Linked DNA regions of Mus musculus: region 1 is linked to region 2. A link is a contact called in public HiChIP or PLAC-seq data. All regions are on one chromosome and are shown on one strand. The core of a region is the stretch at or near the end of the contact, and the rest is flanking DNA. Distances in the headings are between cores, read along the strand shown. Region 1 has its middle 81 kb from the start of Daam1. Region 2 overlaps 2700049A03Rik (RIKEN cDNA 2700049A03 gene).

Evidence for each region. HiChIP or PLAC-seq counts read pairs in DNA pulled down with a chosen protein or histone mark.
Region 1: an H3K27ac HiChIP or PLAC-seq map of heart atrium shows a contact between it and region 2, with 5 read pairs. The contact joins two enhancer-like sites. A contact is called at or near these places in 1 of 484 Hi-C or Micro-C datasets (embryonic stem cells) and 1 of 115 datasets of contacts at active chromatin or transcription factors (heart atrium).

What each region holds. Positions count from the first base shown.
Region 1 is chr12:71,746,804-71,753,476 of GRCm38.p6, forward strand. No RefSeq gene overlaps it. Among named protein-coding and RNA genes, the nearest start is that of Daam1, 81 kb to the right of the region's middle. Within about 2 kb of position 1,333, at least 123 of the 459 cell types and tissues checked have an H3K27ac peak or open chromatin away from gene starts, as enhancers often do. A contact at or near this core is called in heart atrium, where this site is marked.
Region 2 is chr12:71,224,917-71,231,643 of GRCm38.p6, forward strand. All of the region lies in intron 29 of 2700049A03Rik (RIKEN cDNA 2700049A03 gene), which reads left to right. Among named protein-coding and RNA genes, the nearest start is that of Dact1, 82 kb to the right of the region's middle. Within about 2 kb of position 4,490, at least 15 of the 459 cell types and tissues checked have an H3K27ac peak or open chromatin away from gene starts, as enhancers often do. A contact at or near this core is called in heart atrium, where this site is marked.

The sequences.
Region 1 (6,673 bases), core at 83-2,582, 520 kb after region 2:
CAGCAAGGGACTAGCTGACTTGCCCCAGCAGTATTTCCTGCAGCTCTGCATCCACTTGTGAATGTTTTGTACTTTCTTAAAGCTGTGGGAATTAGGGTCCCACATTAGGGTCAGAATAGAGTACCAGGAAGGCAGCGCGCACGGGCTCTAGCAAATGAGAATTAGTCATGTGCTGATCCTGAAACCAATCAGTACCATCGGTTAGCATGGCTGCTGCTTGGCGTTCCTGGCAGTGTTAACCCATGCTAAGACTTAAACTGAGGTCACCATGTTGTTTGTTCTTGTGGTTTCGTGTGTGTGTGTGTGTGTGTGTGTGTGTGTGTGTGTGTGTGTGTGTGTGTGTGTGTAGAAAGCATTGTTTAATGTTTAGGAGAGTGCTTAAATCTGCCCTTGAGTTTGGGGTGGAAGGCCACCTCTTCAGGACAGAACTGTGAATCTCTACCATCCTCAGGCCTGGAGGCTCGGTGTTATTTTGAGGATCAGGAAGCATCAGAACACCATTACAAAGGAGTGGGGGCATGGCAGAGGGGACCACTAAAGTTCCCCTCCCTCCTTAGTCAGCCTCTGTGGTCATTGCTATCAGGTTGACCGTCCATGGTTCCCCCATGACACTTTCTTCCTTTCGATGGCCATTCCTAGCGTCCCTTTCCTGTTTCGTGATATCCTTACTTCATCTCCATGTGACACACATGTCACTTTGCCCCTTTCTTGTGGGAAGCCTGCTATCAGCTAGGTACTCCACGGAATGTGTGACTCACGGAAGCCATTCACGCTGTGATTCTAAAGCTTTCAACACTACAGATGCAAGAGTCTTCTAAACGAGTAATTCAAATAGAAACTCCCATACAGTTTTAGCCTACAACTAACTCCTACGGAGGGAGCATCTGACGGTGAACTTAGAGAAAAAACCCCAGTGAGAAAGAATTCTGAATGGAAATAAAACTTCCCTGCTAACCTGTATGTCACCTTGAAGGCCTGCCAGAGTCCGCCAACCCTGAAGGGTCTACACAGGATTCCCTAGCGTTCAAAGCTGTCAATGTTCTAGGTCCTGGGTCCCATCTGGCTAGCTACTTTCCAGGGCAGTCCAGTAACGTAAATACAGTCTCAGACTGAGGGACTATCAATATGTCAGCTAATACGGTGCCCCGGGAAAGAATCGGGAGCTGGGACGCTGGGACTGTGGGGCTCAGGTTTGTGTTCTCCTCATGACCTCTCAGCCTGGCTTTTATCACGATGGCCGCAGCTGTTCACCCCAGCCGAAGTGGGCCACTCGCAATGAGATCCACACCTCAGCTGAACTGGGTAGAGCTAGGGAAACAAGAAATCTGTTTGTTTTAACTTATTTTAGTAATGACTCGGAGGCTGTTTCCTGTCTCTGGTGATGTTGCCTAGAAACCCTATGATTCTGAGTTGAATCCAAGTTGCAAATGGAACATTTGGCAAAGCCTGGGGAAACGCTCTTGGAATCCTGTTGTCGTGGAGATAACTTTTTAATCCACATTAACTCTGCGTGCGTCTTACACATATGTGCAACTGCAGAAATATAAGAAACTGTGTCCTTTTGGTTGTCAGCTTATGTGTCATATGGGGTGGGGGGAATATTTTCTTCTTTTCCCTAAGTCCCTGCCCCAGAATAAAGCAATGCTTCCATTAAATAGATGATATTGGGAAGAAACCCTTTGTCTGTTTTCCCTGCTTTTTTATTCATGGTTCCAAAGAGGGAGGTTGATCAACGCTAGCAATGGGACCTAGTTTGTCTTGGGAAGGGCTCAGTGTGTCGACAATGAGTGTCATGTGCTCCCTCCTCCTCCTCCTCCTCTCTCTCTCTCTCTCTCTCTCTCTCTCTCTCTCTCTCTCTCTCTCTCTCTCTCTCTCGTCTCCTCTCTCCCTGTCAGCCTTCTGGGTAAAGGCTTGTCCTGTAGGAAAAGGCCAGTGCTCACACCCACCTACTTTGCTAAGATGAGACTGGTCAACGCAGCTCTGAGCACAAGGGCTCAGGCACCGCTGGTGCTTTCCAGCTCTGCTCCAAGCCTGCAGCCTCAAGCCCTGCTCCATCAGTAGTAAAGCTGTTATTTTGGTTTCGTGTTCCTATTTGCGGTTGACAGCCTGCCAAGAACTGGAGGGAGAAGTGTGACTAACTCAGGCTGCAACAGATTACTATAACCAGATGGTGGGAGAGGGGCATCTTCATACCTAGAAAGGAGCTAAACCAAATAATCCCTTCTAAGGAATTCCCTCAGAGCAAACAAGACCTAGGGGGCAGTTGGCATCTTGCCCAGAGTTAGTCATAGTGATATGACTTACCTCTAAAGTCTTCATCCAGTGATGTCCCTGAGACTGCTCTTCGGTGCCAGCCTTAGTGACGTCCTTAGCACCTCTTTATCTGTCTCCTATCTTCACCTTGAGGGACTTCATTATCCAGACAGATCCCAGTAACAACCAGATCTCAGAGTTCAAAGTTTCCTCATCTCCCATAAACCTTTGTCACCACCTCACTGAAACCAGTTACTGCAAAAGTCTCACACAGCATGGTGACAAGAGCTGAAAGGTCTCTACTGCTGAGACGTACTCACTGAAGCTGGGGACATGCTCAGTAGGTAAAGTGTTTGCTGGGTAAGTGTGAGGATCTAAATTTGGATTCCTAGAATCCACATAAAGCTGGATGCATTAGTATCCCACTGTCCTACAGCAGGATGGGAGGCAAGACAGGACAGTCCCCAGAAGCTGCCCACCAGCTAGCCTACAGTAGAGATCGAATGAGCAGGACACTGTGTCTCAAACAACGGGGAAGGCAAGAACGGACCCAGGAGGTTGGCTTCTGACCCCCCACACTTGAGCTATGGCCTGTGTGCACCTGTCCTCACATATTCACACATCTTTATTCTCTCTCCCCTCCCTCATTACCCTCCCCCCTCTCTCTCTCACACACACACACAAATACACAGGGAGGGGAGGGAAGACTTTTAAAAATGCAATAATTTAGAGACTTGTGTTTCTTCCTATCCCTTCTCCTTCTTGCTTCCTAAATCACTGTTGCCATGGCCACCATTTTCAACCACTTGGAGGCTTCCGCATGTTGACTGCTTTCTTTCCATTCCCCCTCCTCCTCATGACTGAGTGTGAAACTGTGATCTCAGGCTCTTCACTTTAACTCTTCTGAGTTGTCTCCTGAAGTGTCCTCACTCTTCGGCCTTTTCCAGGACTTTTGTGTGAGTGGCTGAGAATCATTTCAACTTATAATCATTTTATAATATTCATAGGATATTGCATAATAATTCATATGCATTAATGACAGATTCAAGAAAACTGGCATTTCTTTCTTACACACACATCATTTCTTGGGGCTGGAGAGATGGCTTAGAGGCTGAGAGCTTGATGCTCCATTGTGAAGACTAGAGCTTGGCCCCTACCATCCACATATACCTGTGATTCTTGCTCCAAGAAACTGAGGCCTTTCTGACATCCACGAGCACCTGCATGCATTCACAATAATAATAATAATAAGAAGAAGAAGAAGAAGAAGAAGAAGAAGAGGAGGAGGAGGAGGAGGAGGAGGAGGAGGAGGAGGAGGAGAAACGATAAATCAGTTCCTTGTGTTGGGAAACTTCTAAGTTATAGGGTTTTGTTGTTTTTTTTTTTAATAAAACATAAAATAAAAACTGGTAAACTCCAGTCTCTAATAATCTTCATTACAACCATGGAGCCTACTGTCATTGTGGGCTCTGTGAGGCAGTTTGTCAAGATGCTGGTCCAGCAGCATCCTACACACTGTGATACATGCTTAAGCATGCTGTTCTTCCACTCATACAGAACCCACCTCTCTGTAGTAGATTATTTCAATAGGAATTTAAATAAATAAATTTAAATAGAAATGTCCGTTTCTATGTTCAGAGCAAGTATATACACATGCAGGCAAATGCTTTCTCCACTGCAGACTACATCTCTACCACCCCCATCTCTCAAAAACATTCTCTCTCCCTCTCCCTTTACCTCCCCTCCCCCTCCCTCCTTCTCTCTCTCCTTCTCCCCCCACCCCCTCTCATTTCCCTCTGTTCTCACTGTGCCCAACTTGGAACCACCAAACCTACTGGCTGGCCAGCAGGAACTACCCAATCAACCACAGCTCTCTTTCTGAACATGAAGATGTTAGGGGAACCTCTTCATTTCTTCTTGAGTCCCAGCCTCTTTCAGTCCATTTTCTTTTCTTGGTTCTGGTATGTGTTGTGATTGTTTCTGCCAAATGCAGGCTACCTTATTTTGAGACATGAAACTAGTATTGTTCAGATCCTGGAGCCTCAGAACTCACTGCTCCAACCAAGGAACAATGAAGAACAAGACCCCTCTCTCAGGTATGTCAATCAGTATAACCTCATTCCGAGGACACCAAATTTGGGGTCAGACATGAGTATGTTGGCACAATTTTATCCAGCAAAATGAAAAGATTTTCTTGAAACCTTTAAGGAAAAAAGAAAACATTTTTTTGAGAAAATAATAAATACATTCTTTTTTTCCCCTTCTATGTGTCATGGATAATAAAGACAGCCATCCCACAGGAAGCTAACACCACATAAAAGCAGTGGCCATAAGTAGAAAGAGAGGAAGAAATTGTTGGCATTGTTCAACTGATGAATCTAATCAACCCGAACCTACATTCCCAATGGGCTATCCCATCACATAAAGTGTCATTCCTCAGGCATCTTGATTTGACACAGGGTCTTTCACTGGCTTGGAACCAACCAAGTAAGCTATCCAACTAACCAACTAAGCAATCCAACTAACCAAGTACGCTATCCAACTAACCAAGTAAGCTCTCCTGCCTGGCTGTCAAGTCCCAGAGTTTTACTTGTGTCTGCTTTCTTAGAACTGAGATTTTAAATATGTGCCACCATGCCTGGCTTTTAAAAAAAATGAGTTCTGAGGGTTGAACCCAGGTCCTCATGCTAGCAAGGCAGATACTTTACCACCTGAGCCATCTCCCAGTCCCCATGACATGACCTTCTGTTGTTTGGGTAAGTCTCGGTTTTCCTAATTATGCATAACCGAAATCCTTGCTGCTGACTTACCCAACTGGGCTCTAAGATTTGAATTTAATGTAGATCAACCTTGTCATCCTCTTCTCATTCCATTCTTCCAAATTATCATCCTCGTGGCCCTAGAAACCATTTATGTGTTAACAGTCCAGTATTTAGCTGCTGACCTGGCACTTTCTCCCACACTGGTGAGTATAGCTCAAAGTCTTACCCAAAACATCCAACATTACCTATGCCTCCCACCAAGTCTCCACATAATATGCAATCTGTTTCTCCTGCAGGGATTCCTGGCTCAATGAATGAAGCCCACAGAAATCTAGGGGTCCCTTTGTGTCTTCCCTTTCCTACCCCATTCTGTCAACACGGATCCTGCCATTACTAACTCCTATATGGATGCTAATTCACCAACTTCCATATAACTCCACCTTAATCCAAATCTCCCACAGCTCTGCCTGGAATATACAATAGAAAAATAGCTTTAAAAGAGGATTTTTAAATTCAACAAAAAAGAAATGTTAGATGTTTAAGACTATCGACTCAACAATTACTCCGATGACTCCATACCCCCTAAACTAAGTATATGAGAAGCAAAACAAAAGTATCTTGAGTGTTTCAGTAGCTTCACCTGACATTACCTGTTGTCAATGATGGCATTTTGCAAAGAAAGTACTTAAATAAAATAGATTTTAAGCAGAACTGGCAAAAACTAGAGAACTGGTACAGCCTGGTCATTGGGAGACTAGTGTGGCTTTAGAGGAAATGATTGTTCAAGATGAGAAATTTGCAGTTCTCCTTGCCTGAAACAGGCTCCAGGGACCAGAAGGCAAGCTGCACATTAGCAATGGCTAGAAACAAGGCTTTAAGGAGATGCAGAGGCAGCATCCATGGAAAATCTGAGATGAGCAAGAGTTCCCAGCAAGGAAACCATGCAGAGCTGTCTCTGTGCAAGCCCCTGCCATGTTCAGTCACAGCAAACCCAGAGCTTTCAGGGTTGTCGGCAAATGGAGGCAAAGAAGTATTGTGTTTCTACTCTAAGTGGGAGGGGGTAGGAGCGTGAGCAAAGAGTGTGAAATACGGTTGATATTGCCAGATAGTTCACACATCCAGGTGGCGATCCAGCAGGGCAGCTCCAGATTGTTTGTACCTGGAAGCTATCCAGCTAAAAAGTGGAGGAAAGCTTAGATTTGGGGCCCTGAAACCTTGGCTTCATTCCTGGCTCAGAAAGGTTTGTATTTCTAAGGAAGGTCACGCCTGTTGCATGGGTTCAATTTAAGGTTCACTTTGGAGATGAGGTGAACATTTGCTTAGGCTTAGTGCCCTGTGCAAAATGCTCTTACCTGTCTCTGCTCACCGATTACAGGGTCTTATCTGCCATCTCTCTCTCTCTCTCTCTCTCTCTCTCTCTCTCTCTCTCTCTCTCGTGTGTGTGTGTGTGTGTGTGTGTGTGTGTGTGTTTCTGTCTTTCTCTCTGTGTCTCTTCCTATCTGTCTGTGCCTCTTCCTATCTATCTCTCTGTGTCTCTTTCTATGAGAGGCAGACAGACAAAAACAAATAGACAGACAGAGGCAGAGAGATAAAGAGACACAGGATAATACTGAATAAACATGAAGGTGAAGGTTGGAGGCACTCCTGCACAAATCATC
Region 2 (6,727 bases), core at 3,240-5,739:
TTCTGGATTAAAGATGTGTGCCACCACTGCCCAACACCAGATGAATGTTTTAACTTTAGCTTTTGTATGAAAAATCTTTGATTTAAAAGACGGGGAAATATAGATCATCTAGGGATGAAATGTATACAGTTAAGTTAGTTCTTTAAGAATGAACTAAACAGAGGGCCAGGGAGACATCACTAAGCCTGACTCCCAGAGTTAAGCCTCACAATTTACATGGTGGAAGAAGAGGACAAACTCCCCAGATTTGTCCTTTGCCTTCAGCATGTGTGTGTTGCCTTCAGGCACTCAAGTAAGTAAGTCTATAATAAAGGAGATGTAAGCAGGGGATGGGGAGCGTGTGATACATTACCTGGGAGGGAAGTGAAGTGGGCAGCCTGCATAAAGGATTACACTAGAAAGTAAGCCGTGCAGGCCCAAGTCAGATGGCAGTTTGCAGGAATCGGCTCTCTCCTTCTACCTTGTTGGGTCCCGGGACTAAACTTGGGTTGGCAGGCTTGGCAGCAAGAGCCTTTACCTACTGAGCCATCTTGCATGCCCTCCAAAATCACTGAAGTAACTGTGTAGATTGGCAGCATCTTTATGTTTTATTATTAATGAAGCAAATAGTCCCGGGAGCAGGAGAAACTTGGGTCGGTGTTGTCTCTACCGTAGCATCTGCTCTTCCAGTGTGCGAGGGTCTTTTACACAGCACAATCTTCTCCAACAGAATTTACCACAAATACAAGTCTTACCTGTGCTGCTTGATGAGTAATTGCGTACTAAATGCTTTAGTAACTTAAAGGTTTATATGAATAAAATAAAAAGTAAACGGACTGTTTCAGCCAGCATAGCAGTAAAGTTCTCGCCTAGCCCGGGTCCACCTGGCCATATACTGGATATCAAGGGGCTCGATTAGCTCAGGTGAGCATCAGGACCAAGGACTGACAGCTGCTGTGTGTGCTCCCTCGCAGAGCTAGCCACTCTGTGTTGCTGCTCGGTGTCTGCAGATGGCGCTTCTAAATGGAAACAGACAGGAGCTTTTATAATTAATGAAGACCCAGATTCTAGGCTTTTCCTTGACACTACCCAAGGCAGAGACTGGGAGTTGTGGAAGCTTAGCTGGTGCTCACAGTTCTGATTCAGAAGAGGAAGCACAATTTGGAGCAACACTGCTGAATGGCTTGTTTGTTTTGGGGACTTATGCTTCTGCTGTATATAGAGCCATACAGCATAGAGAGCGTGCAGTCTGGAGTCAGGCTCCCTAGGTTAAAACCATCCTCCGCTGGTGAGTTTGAACAAGTTGCTTAACCTCTCTGTGCTTTTCTGGCCTGTGGTATGATACAGCTTTCCTTAGGTTGATACAGTCATTAAAGAAAAACATGCCTAAGATGTGGCGTATTAGGAAATTTGGAAGTAGTAGCTATAGTTAGCCTGACTGTATGAAGGGAACTGCTTCTTTCCCCCTAATTATAATGTAAGCAGCTGCTCCTTTAAGAGGGAGGAGTTGAACCTGTGCTGTCCCAGAGATTCAATGACGCTGGTGAGAAAGTGCTCATAGGTATGTGTTCTGTGTGACTTAAGCAGATATGTTGTTTCATTTGTTCTTCATCGGGGAATACTAAGTTAGGTTTAGGTAAAGAATGTTTAAATTTGTGTGTGCTGTGTGTACATATTGTTTTCTTCAGCAGTTTTTCATGGACTTGCACACTGTCTAGTTATATCCAGCAAAGCTTACTAGAAAGGGTGCCTTTCACGCTATAACCAGATCTTTGGGCAGGTAATGTTTAATAAATTGTATTTTGTCAACAGTTCTCTTATTTTATGTGTGTTTTATAGATGTGAGTGCATGTGGTATGTGTCCATTGGAAACTAGAAAATAACCTCAGGTGTCCTTATTTTAGCTAGGCTAGCTGGCCAGAGCGCTCTCAGCATCTGTCTGTCTCTAGGGTCATAGCCATGTCCAGCTTCTGAGTGGATGAAGGAACTCAGCCTGAGTGGCAGGTGCAGGGCAGACTCAGCTCTCACATTTTGAATCCAAAAGAGAAGTGATCATTCCGGACTCAACTAGCACGTACACCATGACACCCTGGTTCAGGCTGGATGCGAGTACACAGGACAGTATGGAAAACATACATTTCTCGGAGAAAAACTCTTTATGATGAAAGGCAAACACAGGAAACATCTTTTATAAGAAAAATAAAGAAGTACTTTCTTAAAAGATGTTTGTGCGGGACCATAATTACTCTTCAATTGAAGACGGAGGGCCATTTGCTCTGTTAAATATGTAATAGCACAATAAAACTAATAATGAATGTATACATATTCGTGCTATTTGGAGTCGTGCTAGCAGAAGGGTCTAAGTGGCTGTGACCATCAAAAGTTTTCTTAAAATCCATTTGTTGTCAGCTTCTCAGCCCAGAATCAACAGGCAGGGACATAGATGCTTTTTTTTCTGTTAATATAATTGCAATAATACTTTATCACCTAAGAGTCTAGGAACTTAGGTAGCAGTTGGGAGCCTTTCGTACCAATGAGAACTTAGGCGGTCCTAGAAATACTATGTTGACTATTTTCTAATTATTGTGTCATTTAATCAATCATTAACTGTGCCAGTTTCCCCAAAATGGTTTAGCTTGCTGTATCCATAACACTTTACAGGAAGCAGCACAAAATTAGTTTCCATGTGTTTCTGTGGTGTCACAAAATACATATATTCTACAAGTGAAGTACTTATTTTTGGCAAAAAAGAAAAAAGAAAGAAAAAAAAAGAAAGGAAGAAAAGGGAAAGCCAACATTACACCAAACTGCAATTAATGAATATAAGAATTTAGAAATCAAAACTTTGTTTAGTCTGAGGAAAAACAATTCTTTCAACTATATCCACATGGCTTCTTGTTTGTATCAACTGAGGGCGACTGTTACTGTCTTGTGTGAATTCTCTGGGGCAGGGACCTGGCTTTGTTGAATGAGCCAGTTGTTTCCCTTTGTGTTGCCCATCTCTTAAGTTCCATCTGGTTTGTATCAGACTGTTTTCACACTGCAGCGCTGCTTCTCTGTATCCTGACACTCCAGAGCTGGACTAGCAAAGCTCGCTGCTGTGATGACCTTGCTGCCAGGGCCTCACAGCTGTGCCCCACAGCCTGGAGCTGTTATCAGAGTAGTGGTGACATAGAACCTGGGTGGCTCTATTCCCACTGGTGTCCATGCAGTGAGCAGAAGTCCATCCTCCTTCCCCATGCCTGAAACTTACGACAGTGGCACATCTTTCAAGCTCCTGTTTTAGGGCATGGGATGTCGTTGTTCTTATTTTTAAGTGGCTTCCTGTGTGTGTGTGTGTGTGTGTGTGTGTGTGTGAACGCTCATTTTTCATTCTATGACTCTTCTAAAAGTCACCAGGTCCAGCCTTAGGGAGGAGAACTGGTCACTGTCAGACTTAATTTTCATTCTCAAATTTAGTTAGGAGTGGCTAGTGTGGCAGAAACCACTTTTAAGATGGCACAGATGATATCGTGGGGTTTTAGTGATAATCGTGAGCCATAATTTTGGGGAAATTTTCGTGTTTAGGAAGCATCCCCGTCTCAGCAAGCAGATGATAGAAAGAGATTATCTTAGCTTTAGCTCCAACTTGCTTTATAAACGTTACTTTCTTTGCTTTCAGCCTTTGTAGCTGCCAAATGTCACATGTAAGAACCTTGCAACTGAGACTTCCCTGCACTCTGTGACCTGGTGTAGGTCTGTCAAGTGAGATGGCAGGAATGAGCGTTGAGTAACAGTTAGTTATATTCCAGTACAGTTACAGTGCCTGCCGTTCCCTAGGAAACTGAGAGGATGTACAGAATGTAGTGAGACCTCAAGAGATATTTTCAAGATTAGTTAAAGCTAGTTTGTTTTTATTTAGTTTTTGTCTTTTTTCACTTACAGTTTGTTTTTAACGTAGATAGCTATGGATAGTAAAAACAAAAACTAATCTTTGCCTCTGAAGAGGTTCATGCCTAATATTAGAGTTTTTAAAGGAGTTTATGTTTGACAGTAACAAAGTGTTACATCATCATCAAGAATCAGTTAAAACTCAATCTACTCCCTTTTAATTGCTGAAACTAACCTGTTGACTTTTCCAATTTTAATTTTTTATGCATGAGTAACATATATGTATGTAGAGAAGTACACATGGTCAAAGAAGCAGCCCCAGCAGAGCCCCCCGTGCACAGGCAGTGTCCAGCGGGGGAGAGCAGCTTGTGGCCAGGCCCATGATCTCTCGCCATCCTTCCCTCCACCCACACCGACATACCTCTGTCCTGACTTGTAGGACTTGTTTGATTGTGCGCTTTATGTAAATGAAATCATACAGAGTGCATGGCTTCTTTCATAGGTGAACCTATCGTAACTTTTTTAAAGGTTCTTTTCATTTCAAAACCATTATGGCATGCTTTTATAGAACGTTGTCTGGGGGATTTGTTTTAGTAGCTGTCTCACAGGCGCTTGAAGTAACAGGAAGTTCACTGCAGATAAAGCTGTCTACTAAAACATGGTCTCTCAGTTCTCAACCAGACGGTAGTGGTGGAATGTCCCTCTAGACATTCTTGCCCCTAAATGGCAGGCAGTCCATGTCATAACACTTCAGAGTAGTGCACTCACGTACTTAACTGCTTTTTAATGAGTTTTAATAATTGAATGTACATTATTAAAGTAAATTGTGGTCTGTATTCAGAGTAGATGGCTCCATCATCAATTTCCTGAATTAACCAGCAACTTTTTGGCAGTTGGATAGATGCTTTTGTGCTACCAGATGGTGTCTCTGAAAGTACTGTTATTTCAAAGAGTTGATGTACCTACTTAGACACGGAGCCAATAACAACTTAATTTAGAGGATTGCTTGTTTAAAAACACTAACTTGTTTTTAATGTATTTTTAAATACCCTAATAGTACTCTTAGTTTTTATTCTCAGTGAACTCAAATTTGTATTAAAATTGAATCTATCCTGAGTGTTTTTAACTTTAATTGTCTCCTTATTTGTTTTAAATTCTGAACATTCATTTCAAAGTTCACGTTTTGTTTTATGAATGAAAAACTTTAAGAGGGTTCATCTATATATTCCTGGTAGATAGGTAAGGGTCTTGTAGATTGTTTGTTTTGTTTAATAATATTGTTTTGTTTTTGTTTGTTTGTTTGTTTGTTTCGAGACAGGGTTTCTCTGTGTAGCCCTGGCTGTCCTGGAACTCACTCTGTAAACCAGGCTGGCGTCGAACTCAGAAATCCGCCTGCCTCTGCCTCCCAAGCTCTGGGATTAAAGGTGTGCGCCACCACTACCAGGCATTTAATAATATTGTACGATAGATCTTGCTTTTTAGGTTTTTAAATTTTTTTTCATATGTGTGTCTTGCCTATGTTATATGTGTGCACACGTGCCTGCTTGATGCCCAGAAGACATTAGATCCTGAATTAGAGTTGTGGGTAGTTGTGATCCACCACGTGTGTGCCGGGAATCTGACCTGTGTCATCTGCAAGAGCAGCAAGTGCTCTTATCTTAACCACTGAGCCATCTCTCCATCTCCTCGGATCTCGTGTGTGTGTGTGTGTGTGTGTGTGTGTGTGAGAGAGAGAGAGAGAGAGAGAGAGAGAGAGAGAGAGAGAGAGAGATCGTGTGATATTAGGAATATGTGGTAAGCAAGTCCTATACTACTAAGCTATATGTATATGCACCCCATACCTTGCCACTTTTAATTAAAACTGCAAGGCTACAAGATTGTGGGTGGTTATTTAAAACAAAAGATTAAAGTGCTGAAATAAGATATGTTTAGGAGAAGCCAAGTATGGAAAAGTGGTCCATCCCAGGACATCTCTGTATGCCTTTATGACGCATTTCAGGAAGATGCTCTCTCTCCTGGCCTTGGGTTCCATTTCCAAATGTAAAGTCACTAGCTTTGTATTCCCTGCTGTCTTCAGACCTTATGTAAAGGCTAACAAGCCTGTTCCAAGTTACTCCCATGATATGGAGGCACTTATGCATGGTAGACTCACTTTGCAGTCGGTATTACCCACTCAAAGTAGAAGTGTATGGATCAAACAGACGTGTGTGTCTGTCACCCTTTGGCTTCAGTACCATGTCGAGCATTAGGATAAGGTAAGGTATGCTAGTAGCCTCGCCACTGGCTCTCAGATGACATGGACTTGGCTATAGGTCATCTTTCCTCAGCTGTAGAGCAAGAGCCCCTCTCCCAGGACTCCCATCTAACACATGGAAGTTGAGAAACTGCTTCTTGTCAGAGAATAAATTACAGTCAGCTCTAACACTGATAGAGTGGTTTCTATTAGTAGGAATACTGTGAGGTACCATGAGTCTTTCCCAGTTTTGGTAGAGAGGTGTTTTGTGTTTCTGTAAAGAAGATCTTTTTCTAAGAATTATTAATTTTTTGATTTATTAATTTTTATATTTTATGTGTATGAGTGTTTTGTCTACATGTGTATAAGTGCAATGTGTGTGCCTGGTGCCATCAGAGGCCACAGAGGGTGCCAGATCTGGAGTTCCTGATGGTTGTTAGGTCACCGTGTGGGTGCAGGAAACCCCGTGCAGGCCCTCTGCAGCAAGGGCTCTTAACCCTGGTCTCTGATGGCAGCACCAGCAGTGGTGGTGGTCCTTGTGACACTTCCAGTATGTGGCTCTCAGGAGTGTGCTGGGTTTACAGAGGCCCCTGACCCTCAGGAAGGACTGCCCCCTCTCTCCCGCTCCATGGACACAGATGGTCG